Linked DNA regions of Sus scrofa: all the other regions are linked to region 1. A link is a contact called in public Hi-C data. All regions are on one chromosome and are shown on one strand. Each heading gives the region's core, a stretch centred on a gene start, on an enhancer-like site or on the middle of the called end of the contact. The rest is flanking DNA. Distances are from core to core; before and after follow the strand shown. Region 1 holds the start of PSMB7 (proteasome subunit beta 7). Region 2 holds the start of DENND1A (DENN domain-containing protein 1A). Region 3 holds the start of NR6A1 (nuclear receptor subfamily 6 group A member 1).

Region 1 (4,563 bases), core at 568-3,067:
TTAGGTGGATGGAAATGCCATTTAAGGGAGACAAAAAGGAAAGACAGGCCGAACAACAGGTTTTAAAGGGACAAACAGTAAATTCAATTTTAGCCCTGAGATGTTTGAAAATATAAGTTATTCAAACTAACCAATACTTACTAAATGTTAGGAGATATGAAGTGTATTTTTGAGCAGTTCTTGTCAGCAACAACCATCCCTTCAGTTGCCCTTGTATCTGCTCCAAGAACTATGCCGTCCTATTTTTAAAAAAATATATGCTTTTAAACAAGTTGACACACACAAACCACAATTTAGGAAAAACAATACCAACCACCCTCTGCTCCCTCAACTACCTACCACCTGCCAAAACTCATATTAAAAATATTGTGCTATACTTTCAAAATTCAAGAAAAGGCTCGTTAATAAATATTAGTTGAACCTTCAATAGGTGGTAGGAACTATCATTCCTGTTTTTCAAATGAGGCTCAGACATTCAGTGAATTCCTTACAAATTACAGAGCCAACATGGGAAAAGTTTGGATTAATATGCAGAAATCCTTCCCTTAAAATAGACACCTCTGTCATTTTCTTTTTCTCTTTTTTTTTAATGGCTGTACCTGGGGCATATGGAAGTTCTCAGCGCCAAGAATTGAATCTGAGCCACAGATTTGGCAAAGCCAAATCCTTTAAACCACTGCACCCACTGTCGATCCAACCCCCACCTCCACCTCAGCAACAACCACAGCTGCTGCAATCGGATTCTGAACCCACTGCGCCACAACGAAAACTCCTGTCAGAGATATCACTCTCTACTTCAACAACAATAACCATTACTTCTTTTCACCCTCACGCCAATTTAAGGCAGGAGTTATTATGTCCCTTCGATGGATAAGAAAATGTGGCCATGGAGAAGGAAAGTGACCTGCCCAAAATTAGAGGCAGCAAAGAAATTAAATGGTTTAACTAATCTTGTGTTCTCCCATTACTTCATCCTGCTTCCTAAAGTAGTAACCTAAGACAGAAAAGAAACTGGCCCTCTCAAAAACTCTGCAGAGTGAGAGCTGGTAAGTGCACAAAACTGATGAAGAGTCTCTCCTAAAAGACCTTTCCCTGATGTAATGCTCCGTAATATGAGCCCTTCCTCAGACAGCCCAGAGAAGTGAAGGCCGCCAAGCGGCTTGGTTCCTGTAATTAGTTCCAGTCGCTGCTGCTCTCATCCTGTCCCCGCTTACCTTATAGACCACCCCGGCGATGGTCGTCCCAGTTTTACGAGCCGTTGGAAGCTTGTATCCTTTCTTTGCAAAGTCGGCTTCCAAGATAGCATTTCTAAGAGCAAATGAGAGAATAAAGCTTTGAGGAGCAGGACCATATTAAGCCGTCCTGACACGAAGAGTATCTGATAGGGAACTCAGGAAAATGAAAAATTACTAGCATTTGTTTTCACACCCATCTGTTCACTGACTCCTCCCAACAAGACTACTGTCCCGTGTTTCAGTGAAGAGAGCGTCTGAGAGAGTCCACACCTCGCCAAAGGAGAGAGAGATGGAGGTGTCCAGGTGCGCAGGTAAAGCGGAAAAGCAGACCCCGCCTCAGAAGAAACCCACGTTCAGGCCCTGATTCCCCTGAGTCACACGGGGCGCGGGCCGCAGGCCCGGCCGTCCACCCTTCCTTAGGACTTCGCGGCTCAGACCTCAGCCCAACCCCACCCAGGTACCGAACTCCTGCTCCCGCCCGAAATCCGACCCCGAGCATGGCCTCACCGGCGGCAGTTATCAAAAGAGAAACCTCCAACGGGTCGCTCATACACTGACACAGCCGCCATCTTCCTGAAAAGGTACTTCCGGGTCGGGGGCGGGAGCAAACAAAAAGAGCCCAGTACTTCCGGCGCCGCCGGCGACCTGGAGCTGAAGGGGCGGGGCAAACTTCGCGCTAAAGGTATTGATCTTCGAGTTACGGATTCCTAGAGGAGCCCGGAGATGTTTGGAGTGTAGCGCCCCAAGTGGCAGGAAGGAAAAACTGACGCCCGGAGAAGGTGGTGGGGGAAAGGACTTTTCCAAGGAGGACACAACCAGAGACCAAGCCTCCAGCTCACCAGACCAGAGCGGTTTCTACCGCTAAATGGGCTACAGGAGGCTTCGCAGACAGACACACTCAATTTCTAGGCAGAGCCTCACCACCTGCCTTCAAGGAGCAAATTCTCTCACACACTCAATTTCTAGGCAGAGCCTCACCACCTGCCGTCAAGGGGCAAATCCTCTCAACTCTCTGAATTTGTTTCCTCTGCTGTCAAATGGAGATAACAGCCGCCTCAAAAGGTTGTTGTGAAATGAACAAGAAGCCTGTAAAAAAAGATGTTCACCATCATCCGTCATTAGAAAAATGCAAATCAAAACCATAGTGCCATACCATGGCACCCACTAGGATGGCTGTAATCGAAAAGATAGAAAGTAACAAGTGTTGGCAGAGATGTGGAGAAATTGGAACCCTCATAGGTGGCTGGTGGGAATGTAAAATGGTGCAACTGCTCCATTTGAAAACAATTTGGCAGTTCCCCAAAAGTTAAACATAGACCCAACAATTGTCTCATCAGTGTATGCCCAAGAGAATTGGAAACAGATGTTCACAAAAACTTGCACACAAATATTTATAGCAGCATCATTCATAATAGCCAGATAATGGAAACAACTCAAGTGTCCATCAACTTGATGAATGGATAAGCAAAATGTGCTACATTCATGCAACAGAATATTATTCAGCCATAAAAAAACAATGAAGCATTGGCACATTACAACAGGGATGAACTTTGAAAACGTTGTGCTCAGGGAGACAAAAGCCATAAAAAGCCACAAAAAGTACTGTTCTGTGTTTGTGAAATATCCCTTCTGGATAATCCATACATCCAGAAAATAGATTAGTGGTTACTGGGAGATGGGGGGAGGAGATAATGGGGAGTGACAATATAACAGATACACAGTCTCTTTTAGGGATGATGAAAATGTTCTGAAAGTATATAATTGTAATGGTCACACTACATTGTGCATATACTAAAAGCAACCGAATTGCATTTTTTTTTCTTTGGTCTTTTTAGGGCCCCACCCACAGCATATGGAGGTTCCCTGGCTAGGGGCTGAATCAAAGCTGTAGCCACCAGCCTACACCACAGCCACAGCAATGCCAGATCTGAGCCGCATCTGCGACCTACACCACAGCTCATCACAACACCAGATCCTTAACCCACTGAGCGAGGCCAGGGATCGAACCCAAGTCCTCATGGATGCTAGTCAGCTTCGTTAACCACTGAGCCACAACGGGAACTCCCAAACTGCATATTTTTAAATGATGAATTTTGTTATGCTTATTTGAGTCTTCTAAAAGCTGCTATGAGAGTTGAAAATTGTACATGGAGAGCGTCTCTCCTGGCATGTAGCAGCTTCTCAATAAATAGCTATGATTATTAATAGCACATCCATTTTTCATCCTGCCAACAAACCTCACAGGTACCTAGGCAATTCAACTCATTTTGCCAGTGGAAATCAAGGTTAATTGAAGTAAAGTAACATGTTCAAATTTATATAGCAAGTAAATCACAGCCCCAATTACTATGGGATGAATTCATTTACTCCCTCAGCAAATATTTAAATTATTTAATTCACTTATTCACTCAGCACCTACTCTGTTACCAGGAATGGAAGAATGAATGACTGAAGGGCGTTCCAATCAGCCGGAACCAGTGCCTGGCACAACTGTGTGTCCAATAAATATTTGCCGAAGGTTCAATTCCTTTTCATTACCTCTCTGGGCCTTGAGTGTGAAATGAGGAAAATAAAGCCTCACCCACCTGCCTCCACAGGACCCTCCAATGAAAAAGTTTGAGTAGCTCCTGGGTCACCAAGTTTCTGCTTTGCTGAATGTCAAAAAGTAAAAAGATGGAGTTCCCGTCGTGGCGCAGTGGTTAACGAATCCGACTAGGAATCATGAAGTTGCGGGTTCAGTCCCTACCCTTGCTCAGTGTGTTAACGATCTGGCATTGCCGTGAGCTGTGGTGTAGGGTGCAGACACGGCTCGGATCCCACGTTGCTGTGGCTCTGGCATGGGCCAGTGGCTACAGCTCTGATTCGACCCCTAGCCTGGGAACCTCCATGTGCCGCGGCAGCGGCCCAAGAAACAGCAAAAAGACAAAAAAAAAAAAAAAAAAGTAAAAAGATGAGTTCTGCTCTAGAGATGTCCACTTCCTGAGGAGAGCATCCCAACTTGACCAGACCTGGACAAGGAAAGTTATAATTCAATGTGCCCTGGCTGCTGTGGGGGTCAGGAAGTAATTACAGAAGGAAGCAATGCCTTTCCAGCATTCATCAGCCTCTCTCATGCCTGCTCTGGGCTCAGCACTGGGGGATCGAACACAAAGATGAATCAGATGAACTGCCTCTCCTTAAGGTATATGTTGAATTGTGTCCTCCCTCCCCCCCAAAACTGATATATTAAAGTCCCTAGTATCTCAGAAGGTGACCTTATTTGGAGATAGGGTCTTGCCTAGAGCCATACCACCCTGAATGCACCTGATCTCGTCTGGAGATCGGGCCT
Region 2 (4,563 bases), core at 1,041-3,540, 410 kb before region 1:
TGCTCCCCACCCCAAGGCTGTCCCACACCATGCAGCCTATTTAGACTTAAGACTTCACCTCAGTCTTGAACACCCTCAGCTAAGTCCGTGCTTTCCTGTCAGGATGGAACGGACAGTCAGCAGTAACCAAAGTTCTGTTTCCTCCAAAAAACTACTAGCTGGCACCTAAGTAGATGGTTTCCTGACCACTGGTCCATCTTCATTCCTGCCGGCAGGCTGAAGCCACGCAGTCACCATAAATCACAACCACTCGCTTTTTGTAACTTCTCTCTTCATATTCTCTTTCAGCCTCACCACAAGTAAAGCTCACATTTTCCCCAAGCCTAAGTTTGAATCACCAAGCAGTCTAGTTTCAAGATCAAGAAAGCTATCTTCATACTAATTTCACGTGTTAGCATAGGTTCTCTTGCCAAGTGCTCAGATACACAGCAACAGGTTGCACAAAACACACCTGAGGCCTGCAATGTTCAAGAGCAAGACAGAGACCCGATGCCTAGTCATCTGAACTTCCACTTGTTGGATTTTCATGTTGATTCCGACACTGACTTGACTCCTATCTGGCAAGTTTCTGAACAGCTCTGTAACAAGAATAGTAAGAAGCTTCACAAGTATACTCTGCGACATTAAGGTGGCTTTTGTAAAGTGTTTCTAAGTACTATTGAAATCCAAGTTTACAACGCTTTACTTGGAAGCAGGAGCTAAGCTTGGAGTGCCTCTTTAATCCCAATGCTTCCCAGACTACGTCTTTTTACTCCCAAGCTTCTTAGGCTCTTAAATGGAGCATGCTTCTCTTTCCCCTCATTTCCACAAAAATCAACAATTAACAGTGTGCTCATCCAACTCTTCCGTTTTCATTATCATAAGCAAACTTTTTCTAGTCTCAGGGCTTCTGCAGTCAATTAGATACATTTTGTGAATGGAGGCCTAAACTGGTCGCCCAGGAGGCTAGGCAAAGGTCACACTGCAGGAATATGGACTGGACAAGAGATGCAATACTTGAATAACTATTAGATTTCACCCATAAGGTCCTTCCCCTTTCAAACTTCCCCAGCATAATTCTCAAAATGCTGAAATAAACACATTCCTCAGACTTTCTTGGAAGCAGGTTTAAAGTGTCCTAGGAAAGCTGTTTTAAGGAACAGCCTAAGCTGTTAACTTTGTTTCTAAGTGCCCTTAAACAATTCTATTACTCATAGAGAAAAAGTGAACATTTGTTAGTGATTAAAGATAAGGCATCTCCTGTTCTGGAACTGAGGAAGGGAGAGGCCAAAAGAGGACCTGGCTGGGAGGGGAGATAGAGTCCAAAGCAACACACCCAAATGGGACTGCGTACAAGTTGCACTTTCCAAAGTCAATTTCTAGGTCTAGAAAGAGGGTAACAATGTTTCAATGGGTTCTGAAGTCAGATGTATCAACAATTTCCCCGGAAAACTAACCCTCCACCAGGGACACCAGATGAATGAATGAGGGAATTTGCCAGATTGGATTACTAAACCTTTCCAACGATTATCAACATCAGGTGCTCAGTTACAGCACAGAGGTATCTTCCCTCACAGCCTTTGGCCCCTGCTGTGAGGAGACTTTCAGAGACTGAAGGGAGAAACAGGAGGAGAGAGAAAAGGGCCTTTCTCCCCAGGACATTCAGACCTTAAGTCCTTAAGTGGCCTCTCCCTCGGAAAACCTTACGCGACTTTTTATGGGGGCCCGCAGGCCTTCAGCAGCCAGGCTGCCACCTCAGGACCTGCCCAACTCTCAGGGGCGGCCCAAACACACAACACCCTTGGGGAAGTTGCTTCCGGAGGTTCCTCGCCCTCCCCCCAACACTTGTGTGACCGTTTTCAGAGGCTCTCCGTAACCCGGGGGGAGGGGGCCACCTTGTAATCTCAAGCTGTTTCAGCCCTCAGGTGAGGAGAAGGCACCTGACCACCCGCGCCCTTGCACCCCGCGCGCACCCCGCCCCCGCGCCTCCCTGGATCGTCATGGCAACAGTCCCCCTTCCCGCGTGACGCCGGCACGCGGGGCGCCCCTCAGGTCCCGGCAACAAGTCCCCCGCGCGGCCCGCGGCCTGCAGCCCTTGCCCGGCCTCGCCTCCCCTCGCCCGGCCCGGCTCCGCCCGGCCCGGCCGCACTCACTTGATCCTGGAGCCCATGGTCCCCGGGCCTCCTCATGGGCCCGCGGGCCCCGCTCGGCGCTGCGCTGCCCGCCCGCCCGCGGCCGACCGGCCTCCCTCCGGCGCTCTCCCCGCCCCTTCCTCCCTTCCCTCAGGCTGGGCCCGCCCGCTCGAAGCTCCCTCCCTCGCCGCCGCCGCCTCCCGGGGTTAATGTACTCGCTTCAGCCGGGCGAACGCCATGGTCGCCGGCGCGCGTGCCCGGCGCGCGCCGCCCCCTCCGCCTCTCACACGGCCGCCCCCTCCCGCCCGCGCCGCCGCCGCCCACGGGGGCTGCTGGGAAGTGTAGTCCGCTTGCGGGAGGCGGGGCCGCCTGAAGGCTGTGGGGGGTGGGCGGGGACGACGCTTCCGCCCGAGTGGACGCCCGGAGCTCCGTGGCCGGTCCCTTCCGGGTGCAGGCCCCTGAAGGCCTTCATTCCCAGTTGTCCTGTTGACTCGAAGACCTTCATCCCATAGAGACCGTCAAGCTCACCTGAAGAAACCTTCACTCAATTCCTCTCCTATGGAGTCCTCCCCTCCCAGGAGCTTGGGTGTAGAGATAATCTGTCTCCCACTCAGGCTTCCATGAACACACAAGTTTCCCTTTGAAAATCGTATACCTTCCAGTAAGTTCCTCAGGGGAGCCATAGACCTACTTCTGTCACACTAGCCACTTCCCTAACGTGTGTCTTGATGGAACCTTTAAGGAGATCTCACGTACCCACAGGAAAGCCACCTGGGAGCTTCATAGGACGCCTTGAGTGGCTCTGCTCTGCCCCTACCCTTGACCTCAGCCTCCCTTCATCAGCCATTTGGGGGGCTCCAATGCAGAAATCTCATGCCACCGTAACAGTACAGATGGAGATTAAGGCAATGCAAAGGAAGGTACTTAAGAACCAAGATCATCAACCTGCTCCTCCTTGGGGTTCACTTTCATGAACATTCCAATATCATCCCCTCTAGGCCCGCAGGAATCACAAAGGAAGCAATCATGATCGCTTTCATTAGCTACCTTTCAATGTGTGAGTGATTGAGTATCCTCTCTCAATCAGGTGCTATATTTCCTCTACCTGGTTAGAACCAATCCTCCCAGTAATCTTGTGAGTTTATCCCCGCTCCTCCCAAAGAGGAAACTGAGGCATGTGCTCAAGGTTACATAAGTAGCAACTGGTGGAATGGAGATGAGCATCCAGACTGAGAAATTCCAGACACCTGACATAGTTTGCCCACAGGTGAGAAGATGCTGTGGGTTCATGGTTCCCTTTTGAAATTAGGCTCTTCTTTTTTACAGTTTTCTGTTCTGAAATACCATTCATCTCGTCTGCCATTTTAGCTCTTATAAATTCGTGGAGTGTCTCCCTACCCCACAGTCACCACAGTAACTAGTCCCAACCGGGCAGAGAGCAAAGAAAGCAAGAACTCCTTTGAGAGTTACATTCTGGATAAAGATAATGTTTCTCTTTTGCCTATGCCCTGAGGTTGTTGAAGGCATAGGATGAACTTTTTTGAATTAAAATAAACAAAGTGGAAAATGTCCAAACTGCCTTTTCGAATTCAAAGTCTCTTGCACCCAGACACCAACACTGACTTATAAACATCCCCAGGAGCAAAGCTCTGCTAGACAGAGGCAGGGCCTCTGTAGTGTTTATTCACCTTGTTTCCTATGAACCCTCTCCAAGGAACAGTTGTTATCAAGATCTTCCCTGGAATGAGCAGCCAGTTCAAAAGCTCTGAGCAGGAGACTATAAATAAAACAAAATTATTTGGTGGAGGGGAAAGCTGGCTGTTTTTCAAAGGATGTTGTAGCCATCCTGGCCACAGAAATGTCTGAGTGTCTGCTGGGTGAGGTGGTGGTGGTGGTGGTGGTGGTGGTGGTGTGTGCGTGATGCAGGGAGAGACTGGAGGGGGAGGCCTGTGAATCTGTCCAGGTGGCCTCTGAGACTACGGGGTGGTCTGGGGAGAGAACATTGAGCGGGGAGTTAGGAGTCTGGCTTCTCATGCTAGCTGCTTCTCCAACACATTTGAAGCAAAAGATTTTAAGCAAATGTCTGCTTCAGTTTCCTCCTGGTAGAAGGAATATAGGAGGAGTTCACATCATAAGAGAGAGGGTGATATAGGAATTAAGCGGGCAGGCTCTGGAGCCAGACTGCCTGGGTTCAAATCTCAGCTCGGCCTCTTACTAAATATGTGCCCTTGAGTAAATTATTCCCTTTCCCTGTGCCTCAGATTCTCTGTCTGTAAAATGGAAATTATAGTCATAGATCTATCTTATGGAAATGGCATGGAGATTAAATGAGTTAATGACACTTATAAAGTACATAAACAGTGACTAGCATGTGGTAAGCCTTTAAAAATTATCTGCAATTTAAAAAATACTGTGTAATGGAAACAACCCAAATGTCCATCAACAGATGATT
Region 3 (4,563 bases), core at 823-3,322, 340 kb after region 1:
AGGGACTGCCTGCCACCTAGATACTACACATCACAGACATCTTAAAAAAAGACAAGAGCTTAGAAAACATATCACTATTTGGTCAAGAACATTAAGTGAAGTTAACCAGGCTCTCTTTTAAATAGACTTTTCCCTTAACTGGTAAAAATACCAGATCTACTGAAATGGCAATAAATGTTTGACGAGTTAATAAATGTATGAAGGCACAGATCCACCCAAGATTTCTCCCCTTGTGTAGCTCCTCATTCATTCGACAACTGAGCACCTAAGTGACCTATTTTCAAGTTACTTTCCTCACACCTGCCAGGTCACTGTCCTGACTGAGAAACTTCTTGCTGAAGCAATTAATTTTTAGTGCCTCCTAACTGTCCCGGGTGTTTGCATTCAATTTGAAATCTGTTACTTGTTAGACACTGTTCGGTCCTAGATCTTTCAGAGAATTGCGCGTTTATGGCGCAGAGAGGGGAGGAGGCACGGATCTCTGAGAGCCTGCCCTTTATTCGGAAATGAGGAGATGTGAAAGGTGGAAGGCAGGGCAAATAAATAAATAAATCGGGTTTGCCGCCGAAGCGTTTGCCGGCCGGTACGAGCACCCTTTGTAATGCAGGCCTCCCGGGGCTATCGCCTGCGCTAATTGCTCCAGGGCGCTTTCCAAGTTCAAAAGTTCACCTTTTACGACCTCACAAAAGCTCCTTACACGTTACCAATAAAAACATTCCGCGGCAAACACTGAGGGGAAAAATATCAAACAGATACAAATAAAACACCCCGCGGGGGGAGGGAGCCGGGGGTGGGAGGGCGAGTCGGGCCCAGCCACAGCCCCGAGGAACCTGAGGACTTGGCCGGGACGTGGGGCAGGGGAGAGCGGAGGGAGGGAAGGGCCAGGTGAGGGATTCTCCGGGCCTGGGCTCCGGGATCGCGAAAGGGAAGAGAAGTGAGCTTGGGCAGGCGCGGGCCGAGACCGGCGAGTGCAAGGAGGGAAGAGGCAGGTGTCCCGGGCACCAGATCGGGCCGGAGATCCGAGCCACCGGGGGGAAAGAGATGAACAGGGCCGGGGCAGGCGGGCAGGAGAGCGCCGGGAAGGAGCGCAGAGAAGCAGGGCGCGGGGTCCGAAAAGGAAACGCTGAGCCAGTAGCTACCGAACTGGGGGTTCGGTGCCGAGGTGGAGGCTGGGGCAGCACGGGAAGCGCGGGACGGCAGGGAGACGGGAAAAGGTGAGGGGCAGAGAGAACCAAGGGGACGAGGGTGTGGCGTCCTCAGGGCGCTGAGGGAGCTTCCGCGGAGGAAGAAGGGCCCGCGTGGGGGAACACGGTGGGGGAGATCCGGGTGGGGAGAGAAAAGCTTAGAGTCGAAGGGAACACTTTGGGGGAGAGGCCCCCACAGAGGGGTCCCCCAGCGGGGGGGGGGGAAAGGGCCTCGGAGCAGAGGGAACTGGAGGGGGAGGGAAAGCCCCCACTGACGGGACTGGAGGTGAGGGGGCCGAGAGACGGGGAGAGGGGTCGGCGCAGAAGGGACCTAAGGGAAGGGGGAGGATTCGCGCAGAGGGACGGGGGGAGGGGAGGCTTGTGCGGAGGGGACAGGGGGGAGGGGGAAACGAGGGTCGGGATTGAGGGAACTGGGCAGGGGGAGGATCAGCACGGAGAGGAACGGGGAAGGAGGAAGGAGGAGAGGGAGGGTCCGCGCTGGGGGGACCCGGGGTCGCCGCAGCTTCCCACGGTGAGAGTCGGCTGAAAGGAGAGGGATCCCCAGGGCAGGGGACAGGGCGCCGGTTCTTGCCGGGCCGGGACTCTGAACTCCCCTCACCCACCGTTGCGCGGCGGCGGAGGGAGCGCGGCGGGCGGCTCCAGGAACCCCGCCGAGCCCCCGCCGCCTCCCCCTCCGCTAGGCGGCCGTTCGTCCCGCTCCATGCGGTGGTGCTCAGGACCCGCGCTCGGTTCGCTGCTCCGCCATGACCGGCGCCCTCGCCGTCGTCGTCGTCCGCCGGGGGGGAGGGGGCTGTCAGGGGCCGGAGGGCTCCCGGCCGCGGCGCTCTCTGGGCCCCTAGCCGCCCGGCTCCGCGCCCCTCCGCGCCGCGCCCCCTCAGCACTGGCCAGCTCCCACCCCCGACGTCACGCGCCGCTGCCACGCATGCCCCGCGGGGCACCCTGGGAATTGGAGTCCACCGGGCGAGGTCGGCCGGGCGGGACCCCACCAATTGAAGGGGTGGGAGAAGGGAACGGAGGCCCTGAGAAGGGAAGGCCAAGGCTTGTCACCATCACGAACTCTGATGAAAACTTCTGGTAAAAAACTGAATAAATATTACTTCAGGGTCTGCTCTTTATTATGACATATCCATGATCAACCGTCCCTGCGATGCTCCGTATCCTCCCTCCCTGACAATGAGTCTTTCCTAGGAGGCGGATCGCGAAGGAGCCGGGTGAGCACGTGCAATGAAGCCCAGCCCTGTAGGCGGGGCTCGGAGGGGGCGGAGTTTGGAGGTATTCACGAGGGCCTTCCTCCGCGGCTTTGGGACAAATTGGACCCGAGATTAAAGGACCGGAGTTTAACTCGGGATGACTGCGTTCGTATGCAAATTGAATCTATAAAACTCTGCTTTCCGGGGTACTCTTTAAAGCCTTTTACCTCCGGGTGGGCGGGAAAGACTAAAGTTTCTCTTCCTCCTCTTTCATTTTCACCCCTGACCAAAGAACAGAATGGCAAACTAAGTAAGCTTCAGGCCATTGATGCCGTTAAAGAAACTCAGACTGTCCATTCCTGGTGTCTTGAACCCCACCCCCACCCCCGTTTAAGAGGCTCCTTACCCAGTTCGCTTTCCCTCCTCCTCAGTTTTTTTATCTGTGAAATGGGATTAGAATAGGGATGGGGTCCAGTTGGAGGATCCCAGCCTCCCCCGCCGTAGCTCTTTGCCTCAGTCTCCCAGAGCAAAATCCCAGATTTTGCAGTTTCTGATGGGGCTAGCTGACCCCACCTCCTGTGGCCACCAGGTGGCGCGCAGCCACCAAGCGGCGTGCAGCCACCAGCCTCGGCTTGCTGGGGGCGTCCACCTCAGGGACCCATCTCTCACCGTGGCTGCCTTCCAAGGTCTGAGCTCTACCTGGCCTGTTTGAAGACAAAGAACAGGAACACTGGCTGATTCCTTGACCGCCTCTACTCTGCGGAGTTATGCCGAAGCTTCCTCACTGGCTACCCATTCCCCACCCTGACACCCCACCAATCTATTGGCTCATCTATGTCATTACTTGCTTAATTTTTTTTTTTTTTGTCTTTTTAGCTATTTCTTGGGCCGCTCCCACGGCATATGGAGGTTCCCAGGCTAGGGGTCGAATCGGAGCTGTAGCCACCAGCCTACACCAGAGCCACAGCAACGCCGGATCCGAGCCGTGTCTGCAACCTACACCACAGCTCACGGCAACGCCGGATCCTTAACCCACTGAGCAAGGGCAGGGACCGAACCTGCAACCTCATGGTTCCTAGTCGGATTCCTTAACCACTGCGCCACGACGGGAACTCCTACTTGCTTAATTTTTATTTATTTCTTTTAATCATTTTGCTGCCACACCTGCAGTATAAGAAAGTTCTCCGGGGTTGGGAGTTGAACTGGAGCTGCAGCTATGGCCTACCCTACAGGCACAGCAATGGCAGGATCCGAGCTGCAGCTGTGACACCGAAGAAACTTCAGATCTTAACCCACTGAGCAAGGCCGGGGATCAAACCCACATCCTCACGGATACTTTGTCTCTTTCTTATCCTGCTGAGCTACAGGGGAACTCCTGCTTAATGTTTAAATCCTCATCGTGTCGGTTGGTGCGACTCTGACTTCTGCCCTGCCTCTCTGACTTCTGCCCACATTTCTCATTACACTCCTCCCCCACCTGCTGGGCAGGGTGTTTTGCAGTGCTTCCCTGCATTTACAGGTTGGATGGCGATTCCTCACCAACAATGGTTAACCTGTAGTGCATCCTTAATCTGTGCCAGCTACATGAATGCTGTGTTCTCAAAACCTCATGTCTCCTCTGTGAGGTAGCTCCAGTATTGCCCCTATTGGACGAAACCACCCATCAGTAAGAGGGATTCCAAACCCAGTTGGTCATACACCAAAACCTGAATGCTTGACTCCTTCACACTATTGGCTTCACCCAACTCACTCCCACTCTCCTATTCATCTTTCAAAATCCTGTTCAAGACATCTAGATCCCCTCTGTGTTCCCTTACTGCTCTGCTGAGCTCTCTGTGGACTGTGAGAAATGATTTCTCCATGATTGCTTCCCCACTACCATTGCCCAGCCCCAGGGGGGGAGGAGAGTCTTTAGAGTGTGCAGTGGGAGGCAGGGGGACCAAGGAGATGGAGCTTCTGGGCCCTTCTCTCAGCTCTGGGTTCTAAAGTGAGAACCAGGTAGGCTTCCTAGAGCTAGAGCTTCCCTTTCTATCACAGACTTCTGGAAGGAGTGAGTTCCCCTTCCTTGGAGATCTAATTGGGGGCTACATGGCACTGCAGGAACCTCCTGAAAGCATGGGATTTCAGTGATGTATGAATATTCTAAGTCAACTCTCAAAGATGGACAG

The links. Hi-C and Micro-C count contacts between places; a contact is called where the count stands out from the background.
Region 2: a Hi-C map of liver shows a contact between it and region 1, with 5 times the contacts expected there. The contact joins the promoter of DENND1A here to the promoter of PSMB7 in region 1. A contact is called at or near these places in 1 of 5 promoter capture datasets (liver) and 1 of 47 Hi-C or Micro-C datasets (liver).
Region 3: a contact with region 1 is called in a Hi-C map of liver, with 4 times the contacts expected there. The contact joins the promoter of NR6A1 here to the promoter of PSMB7 in region 1. A contact is called at or near these places in 2 of 47 Hi-C or Micro-C datasets (embryonic fibroblasts and liver).

What each region holds. Positions count from the first base shown.
Region 1 is chr1:265,233,572-265,238,134 of Sscrofa11.1, forward strand. PSMB7 (proteasome subunit beta 7) reads right to left here and starts at 1,818. Exons shown (of 8, transcript NM_001097476.2): 1 at 1,743-1,818; 2 at 1,215-1,308; 3 at 142-239. The coding sequence starts at 1,804.
Region 2 is chr1:264,821,061-264,825,623 of Sscrofa11.1, forward strand. DENND1A (DENN domain-containing protein 1A) reads right to left here and starts at 2,291. Exons shown (of 24, transcript XM_021074670.1): 1 at 2,133-2,291. The coding sequence starts at 2,149.
Region 3 is chr1:265,568,815-265,573,377 of Sscrofa11.1, forward strand. It overlaps NR6A1 (nuclear receptor subfamily 6 group A member 1), which reads right to left and starts at 2,073. Exons shown (of 10, transcript NM_001097499.1): 1 at 1,808-2,073. The coding sequence starts at 1,907.